Regions from separate parts of the Sus scrofa genome. Here regions 2, 3 and 4 are each linked to region 1. A link is a contact called in public Hi-C data. All regions are on one chromosome and are shown on one strand. The core of a region is the stretch at or near the end of the contact, and the rest is flanking DNA. Distances in the headings are between cores, read along the strand shown.

Region 1 (2,816 bases), core at 164-2,663:
GAAGAAGAAGAAGGAAATGAAACAGATAATATATAAGTGACTGAGAGGAGACTTGAACCTCTGGGTGTTCAGGAAAAGGTTTTTTTTTTTGTTTGTTTGTTTTTCCAGAGGTTGTTACAGGTTGACTGTGTCCCTCAGAAAGATATGTCGAAATCGTAATACCCACTACATCAGGAGTGACCTTATTTGTTTTTGTTTTGTTTTGTTTGCCAATGCCTGCAGCATGTGGAAGTTCCTGGGGCCAGGGACTTGAACCCAAGCCACAGAAATGACCTGAGCTGCTGCAACACCTGATCCTTAACCTGCTGCACCACAAGAGGATACCAGAAGTGACCTTGTTTGGAACTACAGTCTTTGCAAATATAATTAGTTAAACTGAGATGAGTTCATGCTGGAGTCGGGTGAACTCTTAATCCAAGGAGATTTGTGTCCTTATAAGAGGAAAGGACTCACAGAGACAGACACACAGGGAAGGAGGCCATGTAAAGAGAGACAGAGATTGGAGAGGTGAAGTGAGAGCCAGGGAATGCTAAGAATTGATGGCCACCACCTTAAGCTATGAAGAACCAAGGAAAGATTCTACCCAGAGTCTCAGAGGGAGCATGACCTTGCCGATTTGATTTCTCACTTCTAGCCTCCAGAACTGTGAGAGAATACATTTCTGTTTAAGCCACTCAGTTTGTGGGACATCATCCAGTTTGTGGTTAGGGCAGCCCTAGGAAACTAATACAGGTATTATTTGACCTAAGGCTAGAATGATGAGAAAAAGGCAACCATATGAACATTTAGAGGGAAAACTGTTCCAGGCAAGGGCAGGAAGAAAAAAATGTGGCTGGAGAGTATTGATCTAGGGTGGGTGAGAAAGGAAATGTCACTGGAAAGCTAGGCAGGGATAAATCTTGCAGGATCGTGCTGAGGACGGAATTTGGATTCAGTTAGCATTGAGATGGTTGTGTTGTTTGATTGACAGAAACAGCTGTCAAGAGAGTGACCCAGAGTCTTAGAGGGCAGGATCTAGGATGTATTAGTTGCAGTAAATAATGACAATACGAGATGACAGGGCGCTGCCCTGCGCTGCCTGGCGACCTTGCTGGACGGTCAATATCAGTTCTAGAATTATAGGCTGTCGTTGGCTTTGGCTCAGTGAAGGCAATGCCAAGGGGTGGTGACCTTTCACTTCTCCCGTTTCCTTTTTCCCTTTCGACCCTAGCCCTTCAAATACACGCGATCTAAGTAAAATAAGCTCTATGAATGCGGCTTGCGGACAAGACACACACACCCGGCCCAGAACCAGGCCAGAGAGATTCTGGAGGCGGAGAAGCATTCCCAAGGGGGTAGCTGCAGAGTGTGCCAAATCCTGCAAAGCTACAGCAATCGCCCGGCAGGCGCGCGGCGTGCGGGGGCGGAGCCGGAGGAGGTGCGTGCGCATGCCCGGGGCTTGCCTCCCGGAGAGGGGGTGGGGCGGGAGCCGGGGCGGGGGCTGTGACGTCAGGTGCGCGCGTGGCTCCGGCTGCGCAGGAACAGCTGGTGCCTCTGAAGGCGGCCGGCGAGCGGACTGGCGTGAGGTGCTGGTGGCCCGCCGCGCCACGCTGCGGGAGCCACCGCCGCCGCCTCGCACCGCTGCACCATGTCCGGCCAGCTGGAGCGTTGCGAGCGCGAGTGGCATGAGCTGGAGGGAGAATTTCAGGAACTGCAGGTAGGACCGGGCCACCTGGTCCCGAAACTGCTACCTGACGTGTAGTGTATTCCCCTTCCTGCTTCGCCAGCCAGGACAGGGGGAACCAGCAGGGCCCAGAGGGTTTCCCCGGCTAGGCCCTGGGGGCTGGTGGTCCTCGTGGGCCAGCTCCCTCTCGTCTCCCTGGACTTCATTTCTTCATCCACCTGGGGCGCCGGGTCGAAGCCCTGGATTCCCCCGCCCTCGCACCGGCTCTTTGCTCCGTACACCTCCTTCGCTGTAGAAAGTTGGTCGGTGGCCTCTGAGGGGAAGTTCCAGGCGTGTCCATGTTGGGGAGGCCTGAGGGGACAGGTATGTGCCGGGACTCAAAGTGCAAGCCCAGCCCCCATCTCCCCCAGGGTCTCCCCAAACCTCACTGCCGCCCACCAGCTGTTTTGGCAGCTGAGGTCCCCCTTTACTCTGGCGGGGCAGCCCGGTCCTCTGCAACTCTATTTTGGTAGATGTGCTTGGGAGCCATTCACCTTGAACCCACAAGCTTTGCGTAAGGGTGAGAGACCCTGTTCTCAGTCTTTGGGGCTCCTGTGTCTGTGTCTGTCTCTCTGACGCTGCTACAGGCCGAGTTTGGCGTTGTGGATGACATCTGTCAGTTCTGACCTAGGTTGCTTCCCTAAGTGATAGAGGGCTCAGCTCTCACCCCTTTGGCCCAGGGTCTTATACTGGGTGGGGTGAGGGTGGGTGTAAGAGAGGCCCCTTGAGAGTATGGCCTGATAGGAGGTTCACAGAGGCCTCAGCCACCTTTTCTGCTAACCAGAGACACCTTAAGAAACCTTGGGGTTGGCCAAGAGGGATGTCTGGGCAGTTTTTGGAGATGGGGCTGTTCCCTCCGGAGCTACTGGATTGTGTTTGTTTTCTCCAGAATTGGGCTCTGTTTGCCTGAAATCATGTGGAGCACCAGCAGCCCACTCCTTCCTAGCCTCAGCTGGAGCAGTGACATTTCCTGTCCATGTAGCTCTTACCTGCAGTTGGTTGGCCTCTTACTGTGTCCAGAGGAGGGAGCAGGGAGATTGGCAAGGGTGTCTGTGATGAGTCTTTCTAGGTCCTGATGAATAGAGAGAGGGTTGCTGAAGAGATTGAGAAGGAA
Region 2 (2,816 bases), core at 233-2,732, 110 kb after region 1:
TGTACAAGGTGCCGGCAGAGGGCTGGTTGGGGGCAGAACTCAGTGCACACCTCCCCAGCCACACCAGGCCGCTTGGAAGAGGATAGCGCTGCCTGGAGGAAGGGCCTCATGGTCTACTGCACCCAGAGGTGCCAGAGCCATCAGCGAGCTCAGAGAACAGCAGGGGCCCCCTGGGTGAGCAGGGGTTCCTGGGGTGGGGACTCACCTTATCTTGCTTGACCACGTGGCTGACCACCTCCCGGGACCCCGTCTCCAGGCCCTTGTAGGCTAGGGGTTCGAAGCCTATCTTGCTGCAGTAGTACGACGCAGCCTGGAGCACAGAGCCACAGCTGGGCCGTGAGGGTCAGGGGCTGTGGTGGAGGGGGCCCCCCCAGCTGAGAGCCCCCAGTCCCCTCAGCCTGTCCCCCCTGTTGCCCCAGGTGCAGAGTCCCTCCTGGGAAGAAAGGTTGCTCCCCGTCCCATTCTGAGCTCAGGCGAGTTTCCCGCTGGGGTCCACAGCCTCAATTGTGTAATTTAGGATCCAAAGGGTGACTGTCTATCCGGGACAGTCCCCGCACCTGCCCTGATCCACCCCTCGTAGGGACCAATCACAGACCTGGCTAGAGGCCTGCCCTTGTTCAGGAGGCCTTCTCCCCTACCCTCTGCCCCCTCCTGGCACCTCACCCCGGCTTCTACCTGTTTGGCATTGCCAACCCAGAAGGTCACGGAGTGGAAGTGGAGGAATCGGCCTCTCTCGGGCTGCAGAAGGAGAGGAGGGGTGAGGCTGAATCCCTGGAGGTGGGTCTAGAAAAGTGCAGGTGGAGAGGGGGTCCCCAGCCACCCCCCTTGTTCCAGCCTCAGTCCCAGAACTGAGAAACCAACCCACTGCACCCCCTGCCGTGAAGCCTTGCCAAGTCTCAAAAGAGGTTTCTCAGGTAGAAATTGAGCTTCTGTGGGCTCCTGATTGGTCAGCCCCCTCAGGAGGCCTGTCCAGTTTTCGAGGGGGAAACAATCTTATGCTATAGCAACACAGATTTAAGTTAGAGTTTAGAAAGAACTTCCAGACAGGATTAAGAGATTGGCAGGACTCGAAGGAGTAAAAGTGTTTCTTAGAAGGGCAAGGCTGAGTCCAGCTTAGTCTAGACGTGGCACAGGGAGCCGGAGATGAACTTGAGTCTGCATCCTGGACATCACCAACCCTCTGTAGCTCTTTCTCTTCTGCTATTTTCTGACACTTGGGTTTCCTGGGACACTGAACCCACATTTCCCCTCTCGTTTACCTTCTCTCCTTTGTCGCTGTAAGACGTCTAAGAAGAAAGAAAAGGACAGTATGACATGGAAGCTTGGACCCAAGGTGCTTCTGGAAATCTCACTGCCGATCTGTGCCACCAGGGGAGGTTGCCATAGCCCCAGGCAGGTGCTTACCATGACTGCTCTTGGTCACACTTCTGCTGATGAGGCTGGGATGAGATGCCAAGAGCGGAGTGCTGGTCAGAAATATTTAACACCAAGCAGGTCCCGCCCCTGGCCTCCTGGGCTGCCTGGGGGTGGGGGCTGACCTGGGAGCTCCTGCGCCTGGAGGCCTCTGATCCAGCTGTGGCCTCATTGGACGGGGTGGTGCTGTCAGGCCCAGAGAAGGGGAATGACTCATCTAAGGCCACTAGCCAGTGGGGGGACAAAGCCAGGGGCCAGAAGCCAAGGGCATATTCTCTCTAAGACCTGGGGCTGGTCCCGCCGATCTCTGCCCTCCAGAATCTAAAGCTTAGAAGGCCAAGGCCAGCTTTGTGTGCAGGAGTGGCTCCAGAATTCATATTTGGGGAGAAGTGAAAGAGGGATTAGGGATTGGTCTTGAAGCCCTGTTTGCAGAGCGAGTGTGTGGTTTACATTTAGGCAATCAAGTTGTGTTCCGTAGTGGTTAGAGGCATGGGTATGGGGGTTTAAATCCTGGAGCTGCTATGTTCTTTGTAACTGCAGAAAGTTACGTATTTCTCTAAGCCTCAGTCTCCCCATCTGTGGAAAGGGAGCAATAGTAGTGGAGCAGGGGGATTCGGTAAGAAAAACATAAGTTTCAGTGCCTTACTGGCACACCCTAAGGTCTCTCTTAATGTTGATTATGACTCTTTGTTTCTTTGGGGTTTGGGGGAGCTGATAGAGAGCAGGGAGCCCTTGGTATTGCTCGAGCCTGAGGAAAGGAGGAGAGGTTGTGGCCCTACCCGTGACCCAGAGTGGTGGAAAGTGGAGCTGAGAGCTCTGGGAGAGGAAGGCCTGGGCTCTCCCCAGCACCCTGTCACCTGAATCCACAAGGCTCACTTCCCTGGAAGGTGGAGTGCTGGCTGCTGGCCACCTATGGATGGCATTTACCTGAGGCCTCCGGGACAGCCCCCTGCCTCTGGCTCCACCAGAAACTCCATCGTTGAGCCATCTTCCTAGGGAACTGACTTAATCCACTATCATCGTTACCTGGAAACACCTTCCAGCCCTTGACATTGGCAGTCCCAGCCAGGACTCTGTTACCACCCCCACCGTCTTGCATTTCGACTTCTTGTATGTCCCACACCAGCCTGTTTGGTTGTTGTTGGCTTTTGAAAGTGATATTTATTTTGTCCCAATTATACATAATTTATAGTCTCCCCCCAATTTATTTAAACTAAAAAAAAAAAGTTGGTTTACTGTTTTCTCTCGTTCCCCACCCCCCACCTCTGGCAACCGTGGGTCAGTTCTCTGTATCCATGAGCTTCTTGTGTGGTGTGTTATGTTTTTTAAGATTCTACATATAAGAGAGAGCATATGGTACTTGTCTTTCTCTGATTTATTTCACTGTGCATAATGCTTTTGAT
Region 3 (2,816 bases), core at 126-2,625, 100 kb before region 1:
AGGGACCCAAACCAAAGAGCCCAGGACATTATTGGGGGAACTGGGGGTCGCCTTTCATCCTGGGCCCAGATCGAACAGGTGCAGGAGCCGCGCGCCCCCTGCACCCCACCTTTGCGACCGGAGCAACTTTGCGCAAATGCCCAAGATGCTGAAAATCAGGATACTGAGAGGGGCCCGCACCCCCAGGGTCAGGCTGCTCCCAATACAGGGCACTTCCCCTCCTGCATCTTTGGAGGCCATGGAAGGGATATCTGGGGACTTCGCCTCCCCCCCCCCTCCCCCGAGAGGTGTTGAGTTTTGCCCACTCGGCCGAGAGCCTGGTTATGTAACCCGCGAGGGGGGCTCCGCGCACGGGCTGGCGGGGCATTTGTAGGCCCCGGGAGGAGCCGCCACAGCGCCCGGCTCGGCGCTAACAGCAGCCCTGGCGGCCGCGGCCGCAGAGCCGGGAAGCCGGAACCCGGGGCCGGCGGCATTTCTAAGACTGGAGCCGCCCCCGAGCTACCGGGGAAGCTGGAAAGCTGAAATGGAAGGACTGAGACCCCAGCCGCCCCCGCCGACCGCCCGCCAGTGCAAGAAGAAGAGGTGGGAGGAGGGGTTCCGGGCTTGGGAAGGGGAGAGGCAGACGGCCCGCCACAAAGCTCCCATCGGAGACCCCAAAACGCACCAGCAGCTGCCTCATCTCCCCACAAGCGCGCGCGCACACTCACTTCCTAAGGAGACTCCCCCACCACTCCCCGCATCCCCTGCCTCCTCCCTCCACCGCCGAGCGCCCGGCCTCGCAGCCCCCCAGAATCCGGGCGAACCCCGAGCCCGCTTAACCCCCCTCCACGCCTTCCCCCGCTACCATCTCCCCACTTAAGTGTCTGAGACTCTGAGCCTCACAAGGGACTGGAGGAGTAAGCTGCTTGCTTCCTTTTGCATGCAATTTATTATTTTTTTCCGGTCCTCTTGCAAAATATAGAAAAGGAAAGAAAAGGCAGCAAGAAACAACAACAAAAAAATAGATCTATCATATACCAGATACAGATTTGGGGAAAAAAAAAAAAGCTACACACCAATCTTCTTCCAGAGTCTTTCTCTGCCTCCATTTTTTTAGGAGAGTTCACCAATTAATTGTCAACACTCCTGCCCCCTGCATATTGGCGGAGGGGGGAAGGAGGGAAGACCAAAGAAAACAAGCCAAAAAATAAATAAATAAAGCAAGCCAGAGCCGAGATCTACAAAGTTTTGCACCAACACTTAAGCAGATCCGTTTGCAAAGTCCTAGGAAACCATTTTCAGCAGTTGTGTGGGGGGGGAGGCGTCGACGTCATAATCCCCGGAACGTAAACATTGTTGCCGATCGCGCTCGGAGCCCGCGGCCCGGCTAGTGATGGTGGGGGCACTCCTCCCGGGATGGGGGGGGCGGGGGCGGCGGCCAGAGGAGGCGTGGGGAGGGGAGGGCGCCCGGGAGGCACCGGGCGCCGTTAGCGCCCTGGCATCGCTGTTTTGTTGTTGGGTCACGAGTGCGCCTCTGCACGCAGGCGCCGCCGCCGCCCGGGAGTTGTGTGCAGAGCTGACTTTTGGAAGGGCTGAGTTGCAGGCGGCGGGCGCATCCCGGAGATGGCGGGGCAGGGAGGGAGGGAGAGAGGAGGGGGTAGGGAGGGAGGTGCAGATTTGCACGGCTGGCCTCAGCGGGAGGCGCGGAAATGCAAGCCGAGCTTGCTGGCGTGAAAGCCTCCAGGGTCTGGCACCCCCAAAAACGACCTCCCACCTCAATCCCTTCCCCCATTGCCCTTGGCCCCCACGGGTTAACCCTCTTCCTTCATTTCACCCCACCCCGTTACCTACGTGGCCGACCCAAACTGAAAGCATTTTGTGTATATATAATTTTTTTTTCTTTGCTGCCACTTTTTGGGGGGTCTTCTCCAGGCCCCCATAAGCGGACCTGCTCGATGGAGGAGGCATTTGGGGGCTCAGGAAGAAATTAGCGCAGCTCCATACCTGTACGGACTGCACAACTGTTAAACTCCAGGACTCAATGATAAGGATCCACATACACACAGGTACAGAAATACAGCCAGAGCAGAGCCTTTTCAGACCCGAGCTGACCGGAAGACATTGCCTTTCATTCATTCATTCTGCCCGCGTCTGTGGAGACCTTTACTAGGCGACAAGCCCTGGAGCAGAAGTTGGACATTTTTTAAAGGTCCCTGCGCTCGCCAAGAGGAGGAAATAGATGCTCAGGAGTGAACTACCGAGAGAATCGGATCTGGCGCCTCCTAACGCAGCTGGCAGACATGCGAAGGGTAAGCCCTTATTGGCTGTTTATAGGAGAAAAGTCGGTGGAAAGGTGCAAGGCGCTGGGATGGGGCATGGGGAACTTTGGGCTCCCCTTGATTAATCCTACAGCGCTGCTTGACAGAGGTATGGGCACCCTCTGGACGTATATGGAGTATCGTTAGATCTGGATATGCTTCCCTGCCCACAAACCTAGTTCGCTGGTTCGGGTTCCCCAAAACTGGAACCCTGAATGTGTTGTCCATCAAGAACAACAGTCAGGTCGACTTTGACTGTGAGAAAAGCTGGCCCTAACTTCTAGCCCAACTAGGCCCTGCTCTTGGGGGTAAGATCCGGATGAGGTGGCATGGCCCCAGGGCTACAATAAAGGAACATTTTACCTGCTCAGAGCAGGCTTTGCACGAAAAACTTCCCATACTTTAAATTTTGCTTCTATCGTGAATCCTGTGGGATAGTTGGAGCACATCATTTTGCAAATGGGAAACTGAGGCTCTGAGAAATTTTGAACCTGGATAATTGCTGTAACCCTCATATCC
Region 4 (2,816 bases), core at 96-2,595, 71 kb before region 1:
CTGGTGAATTGTAAGTGAACGAATTGGACAAAACAGACCAAAATACTTAACCTAAAATATAAAAAGGCCTCGGAGTTCCGGAGTTCCCGTTATGGCGCAGTGGTTAACAAATCCGACTAGGAACCATGAGGTTGCGGGTTCGGTCCCTGCCCTTGCTCAGTGGGTTAACGATCCGGCATTGCCTTGAGCTGTGGTGTAGGTTGCATTCGCGGCTTGGATCCTGCGTTGCTGTGGCCCTGGCGTAGTCTGGCGGCTACAGCTCCGATGAGACCCCTAGCCTGGGAACTTCCATATGCCGCGGGAGCGGCCCAAAGAAATAGCAAAAAGACAAAAAAAAAAAAAAAAAAAAAAAGGCCTTGGAGTTCCCTGGAGCCTCAGGTGGTTAAGGATCCAGAGTTGTCACTGCCCTGCTCAGGTTCAATAACTGCCTCCTCCTCAACTTACACATGCTGAAAGCGAAGCAGAAAAAAAAAGGCGCTTCTAAGTTTTTCAAATTAAAATCGTAGCCCTGCACTACCCATGTTCCTTTTCCCTGCTTTATTTTTTCTATACATCTGTCACCTTCTAAACGATTATAATTTACTCAGTGTTTGCACCGCTCCTCCACTAAAATGTAAGCTCCATGTAGCGGGCAGGAGATTTTGTCCATCTTTTTCACCAACCTAGCCTCAGTGCCTAGAGCAGTGTTGGCACCCAGTAGGTGCTCAATAAATACAGAATTAACTTTAGATCACAGCCGCTCTTTCTCCTGCAGGTCTTGAGTCACCTTGTTCCAAGGGGGAAGGAAATTAGCTTCAGCAGGCGCCCAGAGGTGACCTCAGGTGGCCCGACCCAGCAGTCGGAGCTCCGAGAGAAGGGCCATTGGAGCAGCTGTGGAGATGGGAGGCGCTCGGAGAGGCCCCGGGGGCTGGGGTGCTTCCAGGAAGAGAGGCGGGTGCAGTCAGCGCGGGCATAGGACTGTGGGTGGTGCTGTCGGAACAGAGAAGTCACGTGACTCGCGTTGCTCGCCCCCCCCACGCTTCCTCCTGGGCGGGGCTTGAGTGGGCAGGACGCATGCAAATAAGCCAGGGGCGGCAGCCAATCCTGGAGCGCGCCGAGGGGCCCTGGGATCCTGGACGCTGGCTCACGCGCAAGCTCTCGTCTCTGCCGCCCCCGGCTTTTGCCAGCGGCGAGACGGCCCTGAGAGCTGGATCTGTAGTCGCTTCCTCGACCTCCTTGTTTTCCGCGGCCGGCCGGTTGAGGCCGGACCCGCGCGGGGGGCAGGCGGCGGCTGCTTCAGCAGAGGCGGAGGTGCGGCGGGGGCGGGGGCCGCTGCCCTCGGAGGCGCCCGGGCCGGCCCGCGCCTTTGCAGCGTGCTCCATGCATCCGGAGCCCGCCCCGCCTCCGAGCAGCAACAGCCCTGAGCTTCCCCTCAGCGGCGGCAGCACCACCAGCGGCAGCCGCCGGAGCCGCCGCCACAGCGGGGACGGGGAGCCCCCGGGGTCGCCGCCGCCGCCGCCGCCGCCGCCCGCGGTCACCTACCCGGACTGGATCGGCCAGAGTTACTCCGAGGTGATGAGCCTCAACGAGCACTCGATGCAAGCGCTGTCTTGGCGCAAGCTCTACTTGAGCCGCGCCAAGCTCAAAGCCTCCAGCCGGACCTCAGCTCTGCTCTCCGGCTTCGCCATGGTGAGCTCGGGCAGCCTGCCCTGCCCTGCCCCCTTTCACGTCCTGGCCACTGCCACTCGCAGCCCCGACGGGACCCGTGGGGGATCTAGCTGAGCGAGCTGGGGTTGAAAGGGAAGAGCTGGGAGAAAGCTGCCGTGGACGCGGGAGGGGGCCAGAGGTGCTGGACGTGAGGAAAGAGGGGCGATCATTGACACCCGATGTGGGAGATTGGGTGTCTTACTATGTGCAGGGTTGGAGGGCTCAGGTGCCTTCAGGTGGACCAGCTTGATGCAGCTTGGTCCTCGACGTAGATCTGTCTGTAAGAAGACAGTCCCACATATGTTCTGGGGGCAAGGAAAGTCATGAGCGGTCTGATCTCTTTGAGAACAGGTGGCAGGAGGTTGGGAGAAGGACCCCCGAGTGTCTCCCTTGTGCCCCCACATTTGAGGCTAGCAGGAATTTGCCAGGTTCTTTGATTACCTAGTAGAGGGGATTTCCTCACAGCCTTGCTCCTGCTGCGTTTTCCGAGAGCCTCAGCCCAGGGGGGTTGACAAACACTCCCCACCCGCAGTTTCTTCTTCAGAAACTTGCCACTGAGTCACTGGGTGTGGGGGAGGAGCATGGGACATGTTCCCGTTGAATGGGCTCGTTCTTGATTTAGGGGGTAGGCCTAGTGTCCTCTGCCAGGGCGGGCTGGATTGGAGTGAGAACTAGCCTTGAAGGTGGGATGGGTGAGGCTGAGGTTGGGCTGAGAAGTGACCCCGTGGATGCCCTCAGGCCAGGAATCTTGGCGTCTACCCAGGCAGGGAGCTAGAAAACAATTCATGGTTCTCGCCTTCAGTGACATCAGCCCGCCTGAATGGGGTCTGCCCCCACCCCAAGATCTCTAGCCCACAGCACTCCTGCCTCACCCATGAGTGAGCTAAGCTTTTGGCCTTGAAGGAGGGAGTGGCTGCACCCTTGTGTTTTCTTGGGAAGGCGTTGTGTCTGGTACTCTCCCAGAGTCTCACAAACAAGTGGGTGATGCACAATGCACAGGAACAAGAAATTTTTGGAGGCCCTAAGCAGGCCCTCAGCACCCCAGGCCTCAGTGGAAAAGCCAGAGGATTGAGGGAGGGAACGAGCTCTGCCCCTTGCTGTCCCCTTGATCTCAGACTGATTCCTCTGTG

The links. Hi-C and Micro-C count contacts between places; a contact is called where the count stands out from the background.
Region 2: a Hi-C map of liver shows a contact between it and region 1, with 4 times the contacts expected there. The contact joins the promoter of HPD here to the promoter of TMEM120B in region 1. A contact is called at or near these places in 2 of 5 promoter capture datasets (fetal liver and liver), 13 of 47 Hi-C or Micro-C datasets (alveolar macrophages, embryonic fibroblasts, heart right ventricle and 7 more) and 1 of 2 datasets of contacts at active chromatin or transcription factors (alveolar macrophages).
Region 3: a contact with region 1 is called in a Hi-C map of skeletal muscle, with 2.7 times the contacts expected there. The contact joins the promoter of KDM2B here to the promoter of TMEM120B in region 1. A contact is called at or near these places in 2 of 47 Hi-C or Micro-C datasets (embryonic fibroblasts and skeletal muscle).
Region 4: a Hi-C map of liver shows a contact between it and region 1, with 2.9 times the contacts expected there. The contact joins the promoter of ORAI1 here to the promoter of TMEM120B in region 1. A contact is called at or near these places in 2 of 47 Hi-C or Micro-C datasets (liver and skeletal muscle) and 2 of 2 datasets of contacts at active chromatin or transcription factors (alveolar macrophages and skeletal muscle).

Annotation. Positions count from the first base shown.
Region 1 is chr14:30,955,947-30,958,762 of Sscrofa11.1, reverse strand. It overlaps TMEM120B (transmembrane protein 120B), which reads left to right and starts at 1,413. Exons shown (of 13, transcript XM_021073234.1): 1 at 1,413-1,696. The coding sequence starts at 1,428.
Region 2 is chr14:30,844,279-30,847,094 of Sscrofa11.1, reverse strand. HPD (4-hydroxyphenylpyruvate dioxygenase) reads right to left here and starts at 1,482. Exons shown (of 14, transcript NM_001348964.1): 1 at 1,405-1,482; 2 at 1,260-1,286; 3 at 676-738; 4 at 206-310. The coding sequence starts at 1,407.
Region 3 is chr14:31,055,812-31,058,627 of Sscrofa11.1, reverse strand. KDM2B (lysine-specific demethylase 2B) reads right to left here and starts at 1,375. Exons shown (of 24, transcript XM_021073427.1): 1 at 1,238-1,375.
Region 4 is chr14:31,026,537-31,029,352 of Sscrofa11.1, reverse strand. ORAI1 (ORAI calcium release-activated calcium modulator 1) reads left to right here and starts at 1,345. Exons shown (of 2, transcript NM_001173519.1): 1 at 1,345-1,668. The coding sequence starts at 1,360.